3 separate regions of the Sus scrofa genome follow, and regions 1 and 3 are each linked to region 2. A link is a contact called in public Hi-C and promoter capture Hi-C data. All regions are on one chromosome and are shown on one strand. The core of a region is the stretch at or near the end of the contact, and the rest is flanking DNA. Distances in the headings are between cores, read along the strand shown. Region 1 holds the start of USPL1 (SUMO-specific isopeptidase USPL1). Region 2 holds the start of HMGB1 (high mobility group box 1). Region 3 overlaps LOC110255292 (a long non-coding RNA gene).

Region 1 (3,209 bases), core at 573-3,072, 120 kb before region 2:
AAATTTTACTATTTGTTTAGAACTAATTTTATACTTTTTGCAGAAAATACTCATCTTGTGGAGTTCCCGTCGTGGCTCAGTGGTTAACGAATCTGACTAGGAACCATGAGGTTGCTGTAGGCTGTGGCTACAGCACCGATTCGACCCCTAGCCTGGGAACCTCCATATGCCACGGGAGTGGCCCAAAAAATGGCAAAAAGACAAAAAAAAAAAAAGAAAAGAAAAAGAAAATACTCATCTTGTATCATTCTGCAGTTTTCTCAAAAGAAAAGCTGAGAAGCTATGTATCTTGAATAAATTGTTTTTGATGGGATTAAGAAAACTTTTCCATCTGGTTTCTGCTCCTCCCTACAACTTCTCTAAGTAAAACAAGAGCCTTCAAATCTGCTCTCCTAATCCCATCATCCCACATTTCAATGGTAAAAACAGGTAGGTTGGTGGTTGAAATCCTGAATATGCAGAACCCCCAAAAGAAAATTCACTTTAATTAAAAATACCAGAGGCTGGCTATTCAGTTCTTCCAAATACGATTTACTGTGTTCTATGTACAAAACCCTGGAGTGATTCTTACAACTTTATTTGGCCTTAAATGACTGCTTTCGTTGTCCTCTCTTCAAAAATCACCTGCTCCTCTCCTTCTCTCTCATATATACTTTGGCACCTCCATTCTTACAAACACGCATACTAGAAAATTTGAGCGGTTCTTTACTCTTTCATTTCCCTCTTCATCATTTAGTGAAAAACATCAAATTCTATGGATAGTTCTTTGGAAGCATCTCAAATCTCCACCTCTCTTTCCATCCCATCCTCACTCTGTATCACTGCCAAAGTGATGCTTCTATAAAACAAGTCTGGAGTCTGCTGCTGCTCAGCTTAAAACCATCTACTGACTTCACTCTGATCATGGGAAAATCCAAACAGCTCAGTACAACCTAAAGGTAGTGCTATGACCTAAAGCTCACTGAACTGACACCAATGGCTTTCCAGTCTTCTCCTCTACTCCATTTCACCTCCAGCATCTTTTTCCTGACCTCTCCCCGCTTCATTACTTCGACTATGCTCCAGAAGCCTGCGTGTGAATTACTAGACCAGTATGGACCCAGTCACAGCACAACGAAAGTGTAAATCTGGCCCTGGGGATAGTGAAAGAAGCAATTAAGCTTAACTCACAGCCCGTGTGCAAAATGGGGAAACCCAGAGAACCGTCTGTTCGAAGCTTTCCCTCCAAGACCAGGTGGGCTCAGCAAACGAACTGTCAAAGGTGAGGCCACAACAGACTTGAAACCGAGGAATGGGGTCGGCTTTCGCCGCCCAGACCTATTTGGTACCCAACCCAGCAGTCCTGAATCACAGACTAACAGACGACAGTTTCGAAACCCAATCTTGGAAACCCGAGGAGGCGCAAGGTTCTGTTAACTCTCCCCATCTCCATGCTCTTTGGGGCGGGGGAGGGGGGGGACCTCTGGTTTCTCTTCAGTTTTTACCTCTCTTGAGTGCAAACGTATCTGTAACTCTACCCTAATACCTTAATCACCAAACCTTCCCACCAAAACCTAGTCCCACCCTTTCCCCCTCCCAGCTTAGCCCATCCTTTCGGCGAGCCGACTATCCCATGGGTCGCCCAGCTCTGTCCCTTTTCCTTACTTCGGCAGCCGAAGGAAACTATTCCGTCTGCTCTTTTATCCTCAGCGGACTCTCCACTTCTTCGTACCAGCTTCCTCCAAACTCCTGTTCCAGCCTGAGCTCCACACCACGAGTGCAACGTTCAACCCACGTTCCACCCTGCCTGCTCCTCCCCCACCGGCCCCTCCGCTAGGAAAGCAGCTTCCGGCTAGAGTCCGCCGCTAAAAAGTTCCCCTTCCTGCTCCGCGCGGGGCCTGGAAGGACGTAAGTGTGGCGGGGAGGATGAGGAACGGAACACTTCCGGCCGGCCTCCGCAGAGAGGCGGGGCTGTAACTCTACCCTAATACCTTAATCACCCGGCTGGCAGCCGCAGCCGCAGCTTCAGGGGCGGGGCCGGTGCCTGCAGAGTCCGCCTTCTGTGAGTGGCTGGGTTTGGGGAGGCGACATTTCTGGAAGCTGATGGAAAGCGCTTGAGTGGTGGAGGTGACGCCAGCGACCAGGGGGTGGGGCGTGATTAAAACTAGTGCGCAGCCGGCAGCGGAGGGATTACGCTAAGAGGCAGGCGCGCGTCCCGTTGCGCACTAGCGATGCGAGCCCGGGTCGGAAGCTGATGCGCCCTTGAGTGACTTGGGTGGGTGGCCGGGCGGGCGAGGAGGAAGGGCTACCCAGCAGGCGGAGGGTGTGATGGAGGCTCTTGGCCGGCGCCCCCCTGCAGCAACGAGGTCTCCTCGACGGCGGGCTGCGCAAGGCCCCCGTAGTTCGCTCTCCTAAAGCCTCAGTGGGAGCCGAGCTGCCACATTGCGTGTTCACAAAGGGTCACCACACACGGAGCTGCCCCTCCCTGTCTCCCTAAACCCCATCTGCGAGGCCAGGGGCTTTTCCACCAGGATTCTGGGTGTTTCTCCTCCTTTGCTCCCTCCCAGATCTTCTAACGGTAAGGGGAGTAGCCAAAGCGCAGGGACTTTGAGCGCCAGGACCCTTTCTTACTTATCAGTAGCCGGAGGGTCCCTGCTGCACTCTTGTCAGCTGCCCTGCCTTGTTTTAACTCAGGGAAAGGGGGAGTTGTCGTGTAGTCTATAAGTTTAAGGCTCTGCTTTCATAGGAAGGTCATGTGGCTTAGGGGACATCGTGATCTCGTGTGCTATTTCTGAGTCTGCATTCTGAATCTTGCGGGCAGCATATTCCAGAAGTCCTTCGCTCGATTGGTTCTGTGTCCAGGAATAACAATATGTAGTTTCTGACCGTTTCAGTACAGAAGAACCACTATTGGCATTTTGGACTATGGGGCTTTTTTATTATTGGTCCCAAACTAAATCGTTATATTCTGGAATACTGCTGAAAATTTTGATAGGGTAGAGGAAGTAGGTCCCGTGTACCAAGGAATTCTTCACTGAGGAGTTCAGTTTTCCGTACTTCTGAATGCAGATAGCCAAGAAATCCAACAGGGAGTTTGTTTTGTTTTTCGCTAGACTGAAAAATAGCTTTTGTTTACCTTTTTGTTGTACTAGATTACTAATGTGCTGGTATATTTGTTGTAAGATCTTGCTAATTAGGTTTTTTATTTTGATGAATTATGATGAAAATAT
Region 2 (3,250 bases), core at 620-3,119:
CGCGAGTTTCCACCCCCGGCGGCGTCCGCGCTGACTGGCGCAAAAAAAATTTTTTTTCATTAAAAAAATTTTTTGACGTGTTTTCGGCCCCTGGGCCGAGCGTTCGGGCGGCCGGCGTGCGCGGGGGGCGGCGGGCCGGCGGCGGCGGCGGCGGGCGGGCGGCGCTTCTCGGCTGCATTGGTCGCCGCAGAGCCGGGCGCCGGCGGCGAGCGCGGGCGGGCGGCGGCGGGCGCTGCGGGCGGTGGCGGCGCGGGCCGGGGCCGGGGCCGGGGGTGGCGGCGTGGGGCCGGGCCCGCCGGCTCGAGCCGGAGCCCGAGCCCGAGCCCGGGCGCGGCGGCCCGGCGGCGGGGGGAGCGGCGCCGCGGCGCTCGCTGGAACATGGCTGACTCGGCCCGGCGCTGCTGGCTGGAGAGAAAACAAGGCGGCGGGCGGGCGGGGGAGCTGGGCGCAGCAGTTCCGAGGCAACTTTTTTTTTCCTCTTCTCGCAGCCCCGCGTCCTCCGTGCGGGGGCGGCGGGCCGCGCGGGCCGCGCGGAGGGAGACGGGGAGCGGCGGGTCGGGGGCGCCTCCCGGGGCGCCCCCCCCCCCGCGACGGGGGGAGGGGGAGGGTCCGGCGCGCGCCCCCCGCCCCTCCCCCCGGCCGTCATGGCCGAGTGTGTGCGCCAGAGCGCGGCGCGCACCCCGCCCGCCTGCTCGCACTCACACACACACTCACACGCTCACACACATACACACACACACACAAAGGGAAGGAGCCATATTCTCGCTCGCGCTCGCCCTCGCGGCGGCGGCGGCGGCGCAGGCGGGGAAGACGCGCAGCGGCCATTCCGTGCGCGCCGGGCCCGGCGGCCGCGGGCGGAGCCAGCCCCCATTTCGAGCGGGGCTGCTCCCTCCGCCGAGCTGACAAAATGGGGGAGGCCGGCGGGCCTGCGCGGGGAGGCGGGCGGGCGCACGTGGCGGCCCCGCGCGCGGCGCCGGCCTGGAGGCCGGGCCGAGGCCCCGCCGCCCCGGGCGGCCTCCCCTCGCTGCCCCGAAGTTGGCGGGCGGGGGGCCCCAGTGGCGGGAAGGTGTGCAGAGCCCGCCCCGCGCGCGCCCCAACTTTCACGGCTTTAAAAAAACACTCCCCTGGTGGTGGGGGGGGAGCGAGCTGTGAGCAGGAGTGGCTTTTGTCCCTCATCCTTGTTTACTCGAAGAAACTTCAGACCGGACGTGTTTAGTCAGAACTGAAATACATCTCGGGGCCAAAGCGATAGGAAGCTGCCTGGCGGTGGCAGCCGCGCAAATAGCACCGCCACCCCCAGCCTGGGTCCGAGCGCCGGAGCTTCCCCTTGCTCCCTCCTCCTAGCAAAGTTTTGTGCCAGAGAATATTTTAAAGTAATCCTTGGGAAAACTTTAGATGGGCGGTGATTTTGGCCCGTGATTTGGAAAGGTCTACTCACGTTGGCTCTTACCTATTTATTCCTTACGTGGTGCAGATCCATGTATCGGAAGCATTACTTTTCTGACCTTCAGTTTTGTTTGATTTTTAAAATCGTTTTTTTACCTTTAAATTTTTTTTTTTAGTGACTGGTTGGGTATTCGTCCAGAACAGATTTAGGCAGACAAGTAATAAATGCTGTATGAGTATACCCTTGTGTCTATACTTTTTTTCAGATCACACTGAAGAACCGTTTTTTGCTTGGTGTGGCCTTTTCTAGGAATTGGCTATCACTGCCATTTTCTTGCTTGATATTATGAGGGGTTAATGCCATTGCTGTATTAAATAACCAGTGCCTTGCTTTTTTTTCATTCACTCCCCAAGTGAAAATGCTCTTAGGTACCATAAATTTCATTCTTAACACCAATATTTAAATTTTTTTTTAGAAAAATAATTAAACATGGGCAAAGGAGATCCTAAGAAGCCAAGAGGCAAAATGTCATCATATGCATTCTTTGTGCAAACTTGCCGGGAGGAGCATAAGAAGAAGCACCCAGATGCTTCAGTCAACTTCTCAGAGTTTTCTAAGAAGTGCTCAGAAAGGTGGAAGGTAAGAGGGCTTAAGACCAACTAAGGTAATAAAGAGTGAAGTCTAACTGGAATTTTTTTTTAAAAGCCTCAGTACAATTTGCATAATGCCAGTGGTGATAGAGCAGGCTACTAAATAGTCAAGGACACTGGTTTAATTCATTTTAATACTTAGGACATTTTATTAAAATTTCATTATCAACTTAAGTTTACCAATTTGTTTTTTCTGTAGACCATGTCTGCTAAAGAGAAAGGAAAATTTGAAGACATGGCAAAGGCGGACAAGGCCCGTTATGAAAGAGAAATGAAAACTTACATACCTCCTAAAGGGGAGACAAAAAAGAAGTTCAAGGATCCCAATGCACCCAAGAGGCCTCCGTAAGTAACTTGCCTGTTTTTATTTTCAAGAAGCGTTGTGTGGTAGAATCAGACAAATTTAGCAAGTCACCTTGTGGATTTGGAGCCTGTAATGAGAGTTTCGTAGCTGATATTTTCTTATTGGTATATTTAAATACTGTAAATAAAACTTGGATGGCCCGTTTTAGCCAGAGTAGTGCAATTAGATACTGGCTTTCTTCACCCAATATATCTGAATGTAATTCTGGTCTCATTCTTTTATTTCTTGAGGAATATCCAACTGAAATAATGTTCAGAATGTTCTTTTGGAACTCTTAGCAATAATCAATAGTATATGTTCACTTAGTATCATAAGTTAATTATGTAATTAAGCTTTGGTTATGAGGTGTATTTAACCTGTTATGATATTTGTACCCTGTCAAATGCATGGTAAAAAATTAGAAGCAACTTCTACATAGCAATACAATGTACTTGTTTGAAACTCGTAGTTTTAAAATTGAATTTCTCTTTTTAGTTCGGCCTTTTTCTTGTTTTGTTCTGAGTATCGTCCAAAAATCAAAGGAGAGCATCCTGGCCTATCCATTGGTGATGTTGCAAAGAAACTGGGAGAGATGTGGAATAACACCGCTGCAGATGACAAGCAGCCTTATGAAAAGAAGGCTGCTAAGCTGAAGGAGAAGTACGAAAAGGTAGGAAGTATGGATTTGCTTGGTGTAGTCCTGAAAGGGTATGCCAGATGTTAGATGAATGACTACACTTGATACTTAATCTTAATTTCCTGTTTTATGGTTTCTAAGAGTTTGAGGTGTGATGCAGTTTTTAGTGTAACAGTTGTTCAGTATGCCATTGGCTGTGGTCTTAAGTCCCTTTCCATCTTTCAAAGAATATA
Region 3 (3,415 bases), core at 711-3,210, 89 kb after region 2:
TTGACCAGCAATTCCACTTTTAATAATTTATCCTACAGATATAGCCCTCAGGGGCTCAAAGACATGTGTGCAAACATTTTCATTGCAGCAGAGGGCTGTAAACAATTTAAATTTTTAACCAGGGGACTGATTAAACAAGTTATGGAATGTCTGTTCTGTGGACTGTCAGGCAGCTGTCAAACAATTAAACCATCCTCACACACTGACAGGGGACAGTCCGTACACTGGCTTTTCCAGCCCTGGTTATGGTAATGACGGAGAGAAAGGGATTGGCTCAGTAACACTTAGGACATTCATATAATCGAAAAGAAGGACACACATCAATAGAAGGATATCGGCACTTGTGGTGGCCTCTGGGAGAGGAAACTGAGACTGGGTGTCAGGGGTGCAAGGGAGAATTTTATGTATGTATGTGTATGACTATATGTATAGTAGGCATATACATGTGTTTGTATATGTATTTTTTCTTTTGCATTTTTTTTAAATGTATCACGTTAAAAACTTTAAAAATGTGCCTTCAGGCAACAAAAGCAAAGTAAACAAATGGGACTACATTAGACTTAAAAGCTTCTGTGCATCAAAGAAAGTAATCAACAGTGATAAGGCAACCTACAGAATGGGAGAAAAATATTTGCAAATCATGTGTCTGATAACAGATTAATATACAGAATATATAAAGAACTTCTACAAATCAACAGAAGCAACAAAAATTAACTTTTTTAAAAAATTGTGTACGTTATTCATTGATTTGGCTGCACCTTTACCCTCCTTACGGCCTTTGGGGGTAGGCATTTCTGGAAGAGGAGGTCTCGGTCAGAAGAGCAGAATTTGCATTGGTCCCTCTAGGTCCTTCCTGGTGGACCCCTTCCGCTCTGCAGTCTGCCTTTGATGTCACGTAAAAACAAACCAAAAAACAAGCAAAACAAAACCCAAACCGAAGAGACCATTTGCTAAATTGTCCCAAGTCATAATTTTGACAGACTGAGAAAGTTTTTTTTCCTTTGTTTTGGCTGCATCCACGGCATACAGAAGTTCCTCAGGCCAGGGATCAAACCCGGGCCACAGCAGCATCCCAAGCCACTGCAGTGGCAATGCTGGATCCCTAACCCACTGTGCCACAGGAGAACTCCTTGAATAGGTTTTCAGTGGAGACCCAGGAAACACACTGGACTGGTCTCCAGGTCACAGTGCGCATCTGTGAGGGCCGAGGTCATGTGTGGGGTGCCCCTGGGTAGGGTCCTCAGTGACCTGGCAGAGCTGGGAAGGCCTGAGCCGGCCTCCACCCAAGGGTAAGAGAGCAGTAAAACTTCCACTGCGGGGAGAGAGCGCCCCTCCCCACCCCTCCTTGGCTGCATCGGAGGACCAGGTATCCCTGCGGAAATCCTCAGGCTGTGCCAGGGCCCCTGCACAGGGCCCAGGGGATCCCTCTCCTGCAGGGGCTGGGAACGGGAAGTGGCACCTGAGGGGGAGGGAAGAGGGTCCCTGGCAGCCGGGAAAGCACATGTCCCCCCCAGGCCTCCCAGCCAGCCCGCGCCGAGGCCGCGCGTTGGACTCCGCTAACTTTATTTTCCCCTTTTAGGCCGCTCGCCCTGGCCATTGTAACCTAATTTCATCAGGATAAACAAGTTAGGGAAGCAGGAGGAAGAGGCACATAGGAAAATTTCCTTGCAGTCTGGAGCATCAGGGGCCCCCAGGGAATGAAAAAAAGGGGCTTCTCTTCTTGTCCATAGAAAAAGACCTTTTTACTCCAGAAGACTCTGGTGTTGTAAACGCTGGGCCGGGAGAAGGGAGGCGGGAGAGGAAGGTGGAGGGCTTACTGCGGGAAGTGGGCTTTCCGGTCTCTCACTGATCTAGGCGCTGGCAGTGATACTTGACATATTTAACAAGCAAGCCTGACCAATCAGGGCTGTCACCCGCGGTGGGGCCTCCGTGTGCCAGCTCCTGGAGGCCCCCTGCTGGGCCGTATGTTCCCCTTTGGTTGCAGGGTGGTGGGAGGTGTGGGGGACCGAGGGGAGGGGCCGGGCTGTGGCTGTTTACCAACCGGTGTGAAGTGTTTCCACACGAACGCGGGGTGCGGCTGCGGCGTTTCACAGCAAGTGGCATGCGGGCGAGAGCTGCCGTCCTCGTCGCCTCAAACTCCCTGGATGCTGATTCCCAATCGCTCGGCAGCAGAGCCTCACCCAGTTCACGGGCAGAACTGCAGGTGTTTGTTCTCCCCCCGCCCGGGGCAGAGCGGGCAGTGCCCGGATGTCCCCCGGGAGCAGTGGGTGCCTCCTGGCCTGCAGGGGCTCGGGCGGAGGTCTGACATGTGAGGAGCAGGTAGCTCGTGCTCTGCCAGGAGCAGTCTTCCTCTTGTTTTCTCACCCAGGATGCCATGCAGCTGGCACAGGCCGGTGCCTCATCCCATCCGGAAGCCAGGGCTCTTCCTCCGTAAAGAGGAGGGGCCTGGGCTCCCAGCACCACCGACAGATGTCTGCGAGAAGGGCCTCCGCACCTGCCAAGCCACCAGCTTCCTTTCTCATTCTCAAGGGCTCTAGGGAGCTCCAGTATTTGAAAAACGTGCCCTATGCAGTTTCCACCTGCCCTAAGACCAGCTGTCTGGTCCCCTAGAGAGTGAAAAATCAGGCAGCGGAGTTTCAAGGGATGGGAGGCCAGCGGTGGCGGTGAGGCCATGTGCCAGAGGCCGGGGAGCCTCACTTCCCAAGACCGGCCTGGGACAGCGAGCAGGGCGGCTAGATGCCTTGTCCTGAAGGAGGAGGCCATAAAGTCCCCTTTTCATTTTCACAGTCTTCTGGCGAGACTGGACGGGCGCTGCATTTTATTATTCTCATTTCCATGCATATTACTTTTACTTCTAATACCTATATATTGTTTAAAAATTCACATGTTTATGAGGCTTATAAACGTCACAGCCCAGTGCCTCCTGACCTCCAGGTTCCACTCCCAGAGTCAACCGCTGGCTGTGGTTTTGGTTGTACTCCTGGAATTTGCAGCCGTCATACTGAAAAACCTGTTTACAAAGCTGCTTTTCTACTTTGATAATGTGAGAAATCTTCCGCTGACTTCTCACTGGGACGAGGGCTTAGCGTTCGTCCCCGTCCTGCACGCGGGCGTCCACACCTTTCCCTCCCTTCCCCACAGATTCCCTTCCAGCTTCGATGCCGCCTGTCGGAAGATACACCATCATTTACGTGTCACTACAAAAGAAACGACATGCTTCCAGGTAAACTACGAAACGGTACTTCCTTATCACACTGACGGCAAGAGGCAGCCCGACTTTCAGGATGTTAAAATGTGAGAGGAGCGTGCATGTTGGAATATTATAAATGATGGGCCATCCCAGTTGGGATGAAATCACGGATCTGTATTTGCATCATTTGGCCGTGCGCATGGTGCACTGTAATTACGTTTTTGC

Evidence for each region. Promoter capture Hi-C pulls out the DNA fragments that hold promoters and counts their contacts. Hi-C and Micro-C count contacts between places; a contact is called where the count stands out from the background.
Region 1: a promoter capture Hi-C map of fetal liver shows a contact between it and region 2, with 4 times the contacts expected there. The contact joins the promoter of USPL1 here to the promoter of HMGB1 in region 2. A contact is called at or near these places in 3 of 5 promoter capture datasets (fetal liver, fetal skeletal muscle and liver), 14 of 47 Hi-C or Micro-C datasets (adipocytes, embryonic fibroblasts, fetal skeletal muscle and 9 more) and 2 of 2 datasets of contacts at active chromatin or transcription factors (alveolar macrophages and skeletal muscle).
Region 3: a Hi-C map of skeletal muscle shows a contact between it and region 2, with 3 times the contacts expected there. The contact joins the enhancer-like site here to the promoter of HMGB1 in region 2. A contact is called at or near these places in 7 of 47 Hi-C or Micro-C datasets (alveolar macrophages, embryonic fibroblasts, epiblast stem cells and 4 more) and 2 of 2 datasets of contacts at active chromatin or transcription factors (alveolar macrophages and skeletal muscle).

The regions. Positions count from the first base shown.
Region 1 is chr11:7,319,800-7,323,008 of Sscrofa11.1, reverse strand. USPL1 (SUMO-specific isopeptidase USPL1) reads right to left here and starts at 1,822. Exons shown (of 9, transcript XM_021065545.1): 1 at 1,645-1,822. It also overlaps a transcript of HMGB1 not described here.
Region 2 is chr11:7,198,142-7,201,391 of Sscrofa11.1, reverse strand. HMGB1 (high mobility group box 1) reads left to right here and starts at 1,869. Exons shown (of 4, transcript NM_001004034.1): 1 at 1,869-2,026; 2 at 2,237-2,382; 3 at 2,876-3,050. The coding sequence starts at 1,877.
Region 3 is chr11:7,109,451-7,112,865 of Sscrofa11.1, reverse strand. LOC110255292 (a long non-coding RNA gene) reads left to right here. Exons shown (of 3, transcript XR_002336643.1): 2 at 3,142-3,223. Among named protein-coding and RNA genes, the nearest start is that of KATNAL1, 47 kb to the right of the region's middle. Within about 2 kb of position 1,960, at least 32 of the 83 cell types and tissues checked have an H3K27ac peak or open chromatin away from gene starts, as enhancers often do. A contact at or near this core is called in retroperitoneal adipose tissue and skeletal muscle, where this site is marked.